2 separate regions of the Mus musculus genome follow, and region 1 is linked to region 2. The links are chromatin contacts, called in public Hi-C maps. All regions are on one chromosome and are shown on one strand. The core of a region is the stretch at or near the end of the contact, and the rest is flanking DNA. Distances in the headings are between cores, read along the strand shown.

What was found. Hi-C and Micro-C count contacts between places; a contact is called where the count stands out from the background.
Region 1: a contact with region 2 is called in a Hi-C map of cerebral cortex, with 5 times the contacts expected there. The contact joins two enhancer-like sites. A contact is called at or near these places in 2 of 484 Hi-C or Micro-C datasets (B cells and cerebral cortex) and 3 of 115 datasets of contacts at active chromatin or transcription factors (the NIH/3T3 cell line, embryonic basal ganglia and stem cell-derived neural progenitor cells).

The regions. Positions count from the first base shown.
Region 1 is chr10:90,963,308-90,969,087 of GRCm38.p6, forward strand. It overlaps Anks1b (ankyrin repeat and sterile alpha motif domain containing 1B), which reads left to right. Exons shown (of 27, transcript NM_001359241.1): 26 at 2,918-3,085. Among named protein-coding and RNA genes, the nearest start is that of Apaf1, 120 kb to the right of the region's middle. Within about 2 kb of position 2,789, at least 48 of the 459 cell types and tissues checked have an H3K27ac peak or open chromatin away from gene starts, as enhancers often do. A contact at or near this core is called in cerebral cortex, where this site is marked.
Region 2 is chr10:90,750,472-90,755,597 of GRCm38.p6, forward strand. The region is part of intron 17 of Anks1b (ankyrin repeat and sterile alpha motif domain containing 1B); the gene reads left to right. It also overlaps the pseudogene Gm18670. Among named protein-coding and RNA genes, the nearest start is that of Apaf1, 330 kb to the right of the region's middle. Within about 2 kb of position 2,915, at least 21 of the 459 cell types and tissues checked have an H3K27ac peak or open chromatin away from gene starts, as enhancers often do. A contact at or near this core is called in cerebral cortex, where this site is marked.

The DNA of each region.
Region 1 (5,780 bases), core at 1,539-4,038, 210 kb after region 2:
CTGGGGAGAACAATTCTCCTTGCATTGTGCATAGTGGGGGTGACACAACAGCAGAGGCAGGCAGAATGATCCTGCAGCAAATACACTGGATCATGTGTGCTCGGTCAGGGTGACGGTGTGGCTCCACGGTAGGAGCATCTGCCTGCTTAGGGCCCTGGGTTCCATCCCTGGAGGAAAAGAAGAGAGGAAGGAAGGAAGGGAGGGAGGGAGGGAGGGAGGGAGGGAGGGAGGGAGGGAGGGAGGGAGGGAGGGAGGGAGGAGAGAAGAGAAGAGAGGGAGGGAGGAGAGAAGAGAAGAGAGAGAGGAAGGAGGTAGAAAGCAAGAAGGAAGAGAGGGATGGAGGGAAGATTGATGGAATGCCCTCAGGTCCTCTGTGACAGCACCTGTTCCCTGCTGGGTCCTGGTACCCTGAGACAAACAGTGCAGCCCTCACTGCAGGTCTCAGTGCCCAGGAGCCACTCCCTTCCTCCCATCCAGCATTCGTGTTTAAAACATTAAGGCCACAGAAAAGACAGAAAGGTAACAACATCCAGGTCTTCCCAAATCACAAAAGAAAAGAAAAACACTCTAAGGCATTCTGTTTTTAAAATTAAAAAAAAAAAAAAAAAAAAAAAAAAAAAAAAAAGAACAGAACGATGTGCTAGTGTGCACACCTTTAATCCCAGCACTTGGGAAGCAAAGGCAGGCAGATCTCTGTGAGTTTGAGGTCAGCCTGGTCTACAGACCTAGGTCTAGAACATGGGGGGGGGGGGGCAGGATACACAGAGAAACCCTGTCTCAGAGAAGGGGGAGGGGAAAGAAGAGGGAGAGAGGGAGGAAGGGAGAGTGAGACAGAGGCAAAGACAGAGAGAAGAGAAGAGAGAAGCAAGACACCTGTCATCCCAGCTCTGGGAAGGCTGAGGCAGGATGACTGCCACAAGTTCAAAGCCAGTTGGGGGCTGAGTGGTCTGGTCTCCCTTTCTTCCTTGGGGACTTTTCTAATACCAGTCACTCATTTCAAAAGAGGACAAAACATCTAACTTCGTATCATACAGAAACTTTTAGTTTCCCAAAGTAACCCATAGTAACCATTTGAAAGCCTCAGCCACTCAGAGGAGCAGCTCTGACCTCCACGTGAAGACCCTGTAGTCTCACAAAGCTCTCACACGCAGGAAATTTGTCTGAGGCTAGTGCTGAAGGAATCTGCACCCTAAGCTCACTGCTCCTTCGTGCAGAGGCTGCCTGTTAGCTTCACAACAGACACCAGGGAAGTCAGAAGCCCCGTTGGACTTCTACAGACCCCGCCCCCATCCCCGTCCTGACCCCACCTCCCTCCCACCCTCCCCACCCCACCCCGGCCCCCCTCCTGCCCTGAGGCAAAGCTGCCAATGAATGACGTGTGCACAGTGTAGGCAGAGAGTAGTAGGCAGAGGAAAGGGCTCAGCCCTCTTTGTACAGTGATGGTCAGAGCTGCCTCCCAGTGCTCCCCCACTATCATTTGTTGGTGAGTTGTTAATTTACTCGTCTGACTCAGCTGTGGAAATAAACATGGCTTAGTGTTCACTGCAGGGAAGTGCATGGCCTGGCTGTGCAAGGGACGGGATGACAGAATCGAATGTGTGTCTGAGAGGAGCACAGAGATTGACTGTCCCACCAGCTCTCAAGATCATAGACATTGCCCGGCTTGAGTCTGAGACAAGGACACTTGATAGGACTTTGACATAAAGTCCAGTTGGTCCAGACTTGGTGAGACTCTTCCCCATGGAAGAGTCCACCTCATGTAGTCCATCCTCACTGAGTGCTGAGGGCAACAGAGTCCCTAACATTTCTCAAAGCATGCTGGGAAGGAGTGGGGGGTAATAAGAACAGGAAGACATGGTGTACTTTCAGCAGAAGCAGAGTGCTACCTGCATTTTTGAAAGAAACCATAGAGAGAGACGGTAGGGATGGTCACGGTAGGCTGTTCTTAGCCTGTATAGTAGCACTGAGAGCATCCTCGGGCTGAGACTGTGGCTCAATGTAGAGCATTTGCTAAGCACGCATGAAGCCACAGGTTCAACCCCAGGGTCATTCTGGATAGACCAGTAGGCACCCACCTCTATGATGCTTTCTGGCGTAAGGATGTTGTGGCTCCGATCCCACCTTCCAGTGGGCTAATGTCATGTTGTCCCTGTGGGAGAAGAGAAGGGGAAGCTGCGTGTGGGAGAGAAAGCTGAAGTCAAAAAATAAGTATGTGAAGAAAGGCGGGAACAACCCTGGGAGAACTGCTCTGTGCAGAGGACGTACGTCCCAGGAGAGGTTTGGTATGGTATCCTGCCCTGACAAACTCTCGTCTCTTGGTGATTTGATGATAAAATATAGAGCGTGAACCCTTGGGGAGTGCAAAAAAACCTCAAGAAATAGACGGATAATTAGCTCTATTTGAACAATGTTTGCATGCTCGCTGCTGCAACTGTGAGACGCCACACCAGCATGACTAATGCCTCTACCCCCGGCCTAAATTAGATTCTGATTGTGCTTCGTATATATTCACTGAATCACAGATGTTTGAGGTAAAAAAGACCCAAAGTTCTCAAGAACACCTCCCATGGAGCGTGTGGGATCACTGCTACAAACCCCTTCCCCCCATCCAAGTCTCATGAGCAAAGAAGCCACCCACAAGCGAGCTGCACCTGGAGGAGCACCCGGGGCTGGTGGGCTGCATGAGGGCTCTGCTTATAAGGAATTAATGGGGGAGGAGGTCTGGCAGCCTGGCTCCAAGGATGCTACCTCAGTGACTAGCGTCCAGAGTGCTTTGTTCTAACAGACTTCCCCTGAGTCACTGCCGCTGCCGGTGGGGCAGTTCAAGGTCCACGCTGCTCCTCAGCTATCCACTCACTCTGACCCTTTGTGTGCCTCTAGTAAATGTTCTTCTTGTCTTGTCTGTTTGCTCTTGCAGAATTTAGCCTATGAAATCATCCTGACGCTGGGACAGGCATTTGAGGTCGCTTACCAACTAGCCCTACAAGCAAGAAAAGGGGGCCATTCCTCCACACTCCCAGAAAGCTTTGAGAACAAGCCCTCGAAACCCATCCCAAAGCCCCGAGTTAGCATTCGGAAGTCAGTGGTAAGTACAAGACAGAGACATCTTTAAGCCTGCAACCAGAGGGAAGGGGGATTCAAAGAGGACCTGGTGCAGTGAGGGGGAGGCCTTTAGAATCCAGCCTGCCTTCCCCTGTCCTTTCCTGTGGTCTCCTGCTGGCATGTGACCATCATTCCCGCAGGCTCAAAGAATCCTTTCCCCAGAGCCCAAAGGTAACAGAGAAAACCACGTTTTTCTCTGCCACCTCTAGCAATAGCCTTTTGAGAGCTTGGATGGCTAGCTGCTGCTTCTGGTTTTGACCCAGCTCACCAGAAGGCCTAGGAAAGTGTGGAGGCAGCCTTCTCTGAGGCCTCGCCTACCACTCAATCAGGGGGCAAGCCTCTGCCCTCCAGAGAGATGTGCAGAGGCTCAAGGTGACGGTACCCTGGTACCCTCCTGGCCAAAGCTAGATACCACAGCTTGCCTTTCAGGAGACCACGGCATCCTCAGCCTCGAGATGCCTGAGCCACAGCCTGTGTGCCTTCCCTCTGGACAGCTGAAGCTCTCCACAGCCTAGTAACTGTTAGAAGGTGGTACCCCCCTCCTCCCTGTCATCTGCCTCCCTCCAGGAACTTCCTCCCTTCCCTCCCTCCCACAGGCTCCGCAGACATCCTGTCCCAACAGGCTGGTATGACTTCAAAGCGGCCGCCTCTGGTAGTAGCAACACCCCAAAGCTGGAAGGCTCCCAGCCAGCTCCCCATCTGCTCTCTGTTCCAGCATCCATCCCGCATCCTAGACTCTCTGGGATTGGCACCGGGCAGGCCCCCAGAATGCGTTGCCCCCCCTCATCCCGCAATCTTTCCATCTGCTGCCTTCTCCTCCTCCTCCTCCTCCCATCAGCTCTCAGCCTCCGTCCGTGTCATGAGAAAAATAGACATTTTTAACCTCCAAAGAGAGGTTCCTTCCTCGGGATGATGTGGCTTCTGTGGATCACACCTTTGGGGCCCCTCCCCCTCTCCTGTCTCTGCTCTTGGTCACCTCACCACCCACGGGATGATCCCTCAGCATCCGGCCTCTCCGAGTCCCTGAGAGTCCATTGTGTCCTCCTGCATCCCAGAAGGCCTCCGCTGATTGGTCATTACCAGTGGCTGCTGCACCTCTCAAATCCCATGCTACACTCCTATCCCGGACCCTCCTGCCTCAGCACCTACCCAGCCCATGCCCCCTGCTCTCTATTCCCCAGTCCTTGACACACCCCAGAACCCTAGAAATGTCTGTCCAGTTTGTTTCTAAGCATCTCCACTTTCAAGTTTAGCCACTATAAATCCTTGCTTCTCTACCCCCTTCTGTCCCCAGCCCAGCAAATGACACAACACTTCACCATGCTGCTTGTCACCAAAGTCCCCAAGTCACCTTGATTGCTGTTGTACTTGTACCTCCACATCCAGCCCATGAGCAGAGATCAATCTTTGCTCCCCTCGAACACACCTCCAGTCTGCCCACTCCTCTTCTACTTCCTCCATCACCCCCCTAATCCAAGGCCAGTGCACACCTTCCCAGTGACTCCCTTTTTTCATACAGCAAAAACCATGGCACCCTAAAAATACCCAAACCTAATCTCTGATCACACGTGGTGATGCCTAGGCCTTCCACTCCTCGAGTACACTGCTCAGTCCCACTGGAGACTCTATGTCTCCCATGATTGCTCTCTTCCACCTCCCCTGACCCCCGAATTCTGCACGGCCCCATGGTACCATTCAGGTTTTAGCTGCACGAAGCTTTTCCTAACCAGGGTAGTTGCCTGGTCACCTTGTAGGCCCTCTTCATTCCGCGTAGTGTTGACTGAGCTTTCTGTTGTCTCTCTTCCTGCACAAAAATATCTACTCCATGAAATACACTGGCATGCTGTCACCCCAGGGCCATAGCAGCACTCACTACAAACCTGCGGTCAGAGACACGAGGTGGTGAGGGTGGACTTAACGAATGTGTCTCTGAGTGCGATTATTAAGCTTCTGAGTCCAGGAATGCACAGCATGTTTGTGGGGATTGTTGCTTAGACTACTCTATTCCTTCTCGTGTGGGCTGGATGAGTCTGTTCACAGCACGCACGTCCTTCCAGCTGTACTGCGGTCCACGCAGACTCCTTCCAGAGGAGCACTAAGACTTTGATGCCGTAAGGGCTCATAGAATATTCATCTAGACACCCTCTCTGGGAAACAGGAGAGTACCCAGTCTACCTGGCTCTGGATGCAGGCCCTCACCAGGCTTCAGAATTCCCATCTCCTCAGCTCCAGTGGTTTACTCTCAGGACACACACAGTGCTCTTTCTAAAAGTCCTTCTTCCCTCGTCCTATGAAGGCACAAGGGAAACCATGGCAGAAGGCAGCCTGATAGGCACATAGGCTCAGGCCCTGCAGCCTCCAGGAGGTTAAAAAGCTGATAGAGGAAGTCTGAGCAGGCCTTCCAGAAACTCCTTGGCCCCCGTTTACAGAGCCAAGTAGATGATGGCCAAGGGATGAGCAAGCCATTGGGGAAAGAGCTTAACTGAGGCCCATCAGAGCTCAGACTTTAGCTGCTGCCCAGGGAATGACATGCTTGGCTTTATCTGAACCCAGGACAGAGTCCGCCAAGGCGCAGCCTGACAGGCCCTTGCTGGCCTCTTCCCTCCCTCTGTCTGGGGTACATCCCTCTCGGCCACTTTGCCCTCCCTCCGGAATCTGTACCTGCGTTTTGTCCACTC
Region 2 (5,126 bases), core at 1,665-4,164:
AGAAACCAAGTTCTCCCCACATAACAAGACCAGACCCCAAACCCGTTTTTTTCTTCACATTCTAGCTGTTTTGCATTCTTTGACAGAGGATCAAATACATATGCTTGTCAAAAGCCTTAAAGGTGCCATTGAAGATTCTTCCATCTTACAGGATACATCTCATCTCATTGTATAGTCAATGGGCCGCAGCATCTTGCTGCTGTGTCCCATAGTCATGACTGCTGTTCCACCATAGCTGTTCTCAACGGTAAAATCTCAAGACCCTTAATACTTGGGGGGAGGGCTATAAATAAGGGTCCAATGCAGGCTATTCGCACACAGTGTAAGCTTGACCAGAGTCTCACAGTGATGGCTCTGCTTTCCTAGCGGTTTACCACCTTGGTGTTCTAATATTGCTTTAACCACCTCTTGGTGTCTCAGCCAAGAGTGCCTGTCTTGGTTTTGCCTGGAAATCCACTGCAGGAACTTGCTGTTGCTGAGAACACCGTGGGTACAAGTGATGCTCTTGGCTCAGTGAGGCCGTCCTTCAACATTTGAACTGGACTTCAACCTCTGGCACGTGCTACTCAGTAGTTCTTCTCAGGTGTAAGCAATCCCCATAAATGTGAAGGAAAAGAATATATGCATACATATATATACATAGACACAATCACATAAATAATCATGGAAAAAACATTGACAGTAAAATCCACACATAGGAGCATGTCACACATGAGGTTTCAAGGACTAGAGAAGGGACAAGGGGCCCTCCTTGTTATTGGTGGTGGTGGTGGTGGTGGTGGTGGTGGTGGTGGTGTTTTACATACATGCTTTTGATGCTGCTTTAACAATATTTTCTCCATGTCAAGCATTTTTGTACTGATTATCTCATCTAGTCATGGGAAGATAAAAGTTATTGTGAGCCTGAGCTTCAGAGCCAGGAACTTTGGCTTTAATTCAGGCTCTGCCATCAATATCCTCATCACCATCATCCTCGGTAGCTAATACAGAGCTGAGGTTTAGAGACACTTTTAAGTCTTAGCCAGTTTCATCCAGACAGATAGTGGCAGAGGTGGGGTTTCAGACCTAATCTTCCTTACCGAAGCCCCAGTTTTTCAGGGCTTTCTTAAAGAACCCTCGATGATGGGCATTTGTTCAAAAGGCACCATTCTTAATAACCAGCCTTTCAAGGTAGAAAGGGTAGAATAAAGGACTGTGAGCTGCAATTAGAAGGGACTCTGTTACCAGTCATTCCATGATATGCTGAGCACAACCTATCCAGGAACCAATCAAGCATTAGAGCATAAGATATCAAAATGGGGAGCATCTTTCATCTACATAGTGTATGTCATGTGACCCAGTTTTCTTCCTCTCTCTCTCTCTCTCTCTCTTTCTCTCTTCCTTTCTTTTTCAAGGCAATTAAAGAAAAATTAAGTTGCCTACAATGAAAGGGGTGGACACTATTTGTTTATAATTTTGTCTAAGATTATACCAAAATTATTAGGCTCATTCATTTTCATTCATTTGGGCAGATATTATTCATATTCCTATTAAACAGATATTGATTGAGGGTCTGCTGTGTACCAGGTGCCAGAGAAACCAGAGCAGCCTGTCATTGGCAAGACTCACAGCGCTTCTGTGCTGTGTAAATAAAAGAGGCAGAGAGGCGCTCGGCAGTATTCTGGAGTGAGCAGGGGTGTCACAGAGGAATATAAGATCCAGAGTAGAATGCGTGAAAATATTACCAACAACAAAATGAACGACATCATTAGAGAACAATCTAGTGAAGAACAAAGAAAATGATGGAGCTTACCTGGGGGAGTAAATATATCTCACCAAGATGTGTTCCTAGCGTGGAAAGCAAAAGTCTACAGTGGAACAGAGGGCCATAATTGAACATAGCGGCCACTGGACAGGAAAGAATAACAAGTAGTCCCTGAGGACTCTCAGAGGCTAGAAAAAGAGAAAATGTAAAGACCAAATGATCCCAGCAGCAGCTTCAAATTGCTAGTTATGTGTCTGCGAGTGACTCCCTGCTTCTCATTTTCCTTCTCAGCATCTCATCTTTGTAAACCCAGAGAATCTAGCTCTGTGGTTAGACTGAGGCTGGGTCACCGAGCACCTCGCTTTAATAAGAGGTACACTGAGTGTGTGGAGATCTCATTTCCCCCTGAGCCTGTTGATGTCTGCTCAAGTATTGGCAGTGGATCTCAGCACACAATAATTCACAGAAATGCATTTCACAGCCTTGAGTCGGGTAGAATCTGTGGCTAACTTACAACCCAGAGGCTTTACCCGAACACTGTCTGTTAAGTGCAATTTGTGTTTAAAATAATAATCTCATATGGTATTTGTTTTCTGAAATGAAGGTAGGCAGAAAGTGAGAGAGAGAGAGAGAGAGAAAGAGAGAGAGGGAGAGGGAGAGAGAGAGAGAAGGAGAGAGAGAGAGAGAGTTCTGTTTCACAAAATTAACTATCTTAGACTTTGTAGACAATCTTTATTTAGTTGTATATATATAAATCACATACATGTAGGAATTTATTTGGTTTGATGATTAGCTTATAAGGACAATATTTGTACAGAGTCTGTGTGTATGAGGGGATTGATTGAAGATAGGTTTAAAAAATGCCCATAAAGTGTTTGGCCCACAAACAGCAATTCACCTTCAACGGGTTTCAGCCTTGTTCATCCTGCCCACTGGCCAGAAGGCGACACAGTAAACCTGTGTAGAGTAACCCAGTGAGCCTCCTCTTCTGCTTGGCTATGGCTCCTGGCCCTCTTCCCAGTCTTACACAGACCACTGTGACATTCCAGTTCATCTGGCTGAAGCCAAAAGACGTCCTCTAACACCATCCTGAGTCGGCAGACTCCAGCTAGTCACAAGCATATCCCTCAGCACCAGCACCAGGAGGAGGCTCCTGTGCCTGCCAGTCTCCTGCCAAGTTTATTCCCTCGCACAGGAGAGTGTGGGTGCTGCCAGAGAATGTTCTGGGGGCTGGATGGTACTGCGAGAAAACCAACGCAACGTTAGAATATGTTCTTATGCCGTTCTCCTTTCATACTGAATACTAACTACTGAGGACCTCCATTCCATTCTATCAGCATATCAGAAACAGGCCCAAAAAAGCCACTGTTTTCTCAAAGGAAAAAGGAAAATGAAATTTTACTTTAAGTCATTTTCTGTTCTTTTTATTTTTAGGGATTTCTCCCTCTCCAGTATGGAAAGCCTTTTTCCCCTCTAATAATAACCTCAGTGCATCTGTCTCTTCTGGTGGTCTCAGTGACTTCCAGGATCACCCCTCTGCAAACAAGTCTCAGTTGGAATGCAGAAGTCTGTTATTTCTTGGCTCTATGATTCCTCCTACAAAGTTTAATGGAGATAACAGTGGAAGGTTAGACTCCCTCTCCTCTGAAGAGATGCTTGTGGGGAGTGAGCGTCATGTGTTTTAGTTTTTTCCTGTAATGCAGAAGGGAATCATAAAGGGCTTTCAGCCTGAATGGGAGTGTCTGATATGACTTATCTCAAATAATGATTCTCCTAGTAAGCACACAGTAGGATCACATGCAACCTGGATTTCACCCTGGTGTGTCCGGGTGGGACCTTGAACCTAAATTTCCCAAGCTGCCAAAGGAATCATGGTCTGAGGAATGCACATGAGAACTGTTGGCCCAGGCAGTGGTTTTCCCTCCCTGGCAATACAGAATCCATTCCCTGCCAGCCCCCAACCCGAGAGACACCTACTTAGTGGGTCTGCGACTACAGCATAGAGAAGGACATTGTAAACTCCTCAGAGAACAAGGAGGGTCCGGGGATGAATGCAGTCACAATACACTATATATTCATATGAAAGCGACTTTATGAAATCCACCACTGCATAAATATATACACACGAATTACAGTACATATTTGGAAAAATAAAACCAAAAATTCTTTCCAGGCAGTCCTCTTGATTGTGTTCTAAACTCCCTGACATCTGTTAGGTCTCCCATTTTTAATGAGTTCCCTTGTCTGTGAAGGCAGCTTAAGCTCACTTCCTCTGACTTCCACTGTGATCTCTCATACTACCCTGAGTACCCACCCTAACCGCAGTTCATAGCCAGCATAACCACTTCTGCCTGCCTGCCCTTCAGGTGACTCCTAATGGTTAAGAGATTAAAACAAACCATCATTCACTGGGATGGTGTGATGTTAATGCAGTCTACACAAATTTCTGGACATTTTGATAAAGGAGCGTATAATTCAGGTGATCAATTTAGGACCTTCATTTCAACACTTGAAAGCACCTCATGGTTTTTTGATGCAACTGATTCGATTATTAGGGAACATCACACCGCTCAATAGTTAATTAGGCTTTTACACAAACCGGATTCTTAACTTCTCCTTGAGGTCTTCTAACGACAAAATAAAAATGAAATGTCTTCAAACAAAAGAAAAGGCCTATTAGTTAAACATCCTTGATCCGAGGATTCTAATGCAACAGCATTGATATTTTAAAAAGTGCATGTTGTCTGGAATTTGGGGAATTTTCCAATATGTTTGAATCTCCAATAGTTTGTGCATGACTCTCAAAAAAAAGAGAGAGAGAGAGAGGGAGAGAGAGAGAGAGGAAAAGGTCAACTATTCTTATTCTCAGCCCTCTGGAGGGAAAGACACTTGGCTGTTCATCTCATATGCATCATCTGAGAAAGCAAACCACGAGGAAGGCAGGCAGTGGTATTCCTATTGTCAGGTGCTCATTACTATGTGGTAAATAAATGCTACCCAGATTTGACTAAAAGCATTGAAGTTGGGGGCATTTCAACTAATGGATTACATTCATCGCCACTTGAACTTATGGCATAAATATAGCTTGCATTTGATTTTTTTTTTTTTGCTCAGTATTAAAACTGATATTTAGAGTAGTGGGAATAATGTCTGTTGTATGTGCATCCCTACAGTTGATTCTTCCAACAGACATAAATCTGGTACATATCAGAAGACTGGAGCTCTGTCAGTAACCATCTTAATCAAGATGATATGCTAGTTAGGATTTGAACATGAGCAGTCATTAGAATGGAAGTCTGCGAAGCCATTACTAATCTCAGTTTTCCCAGCACCTCCTAGGATGCTTTGTGCTCAACAAATCTGTTTTCAATAAAAGAATCAA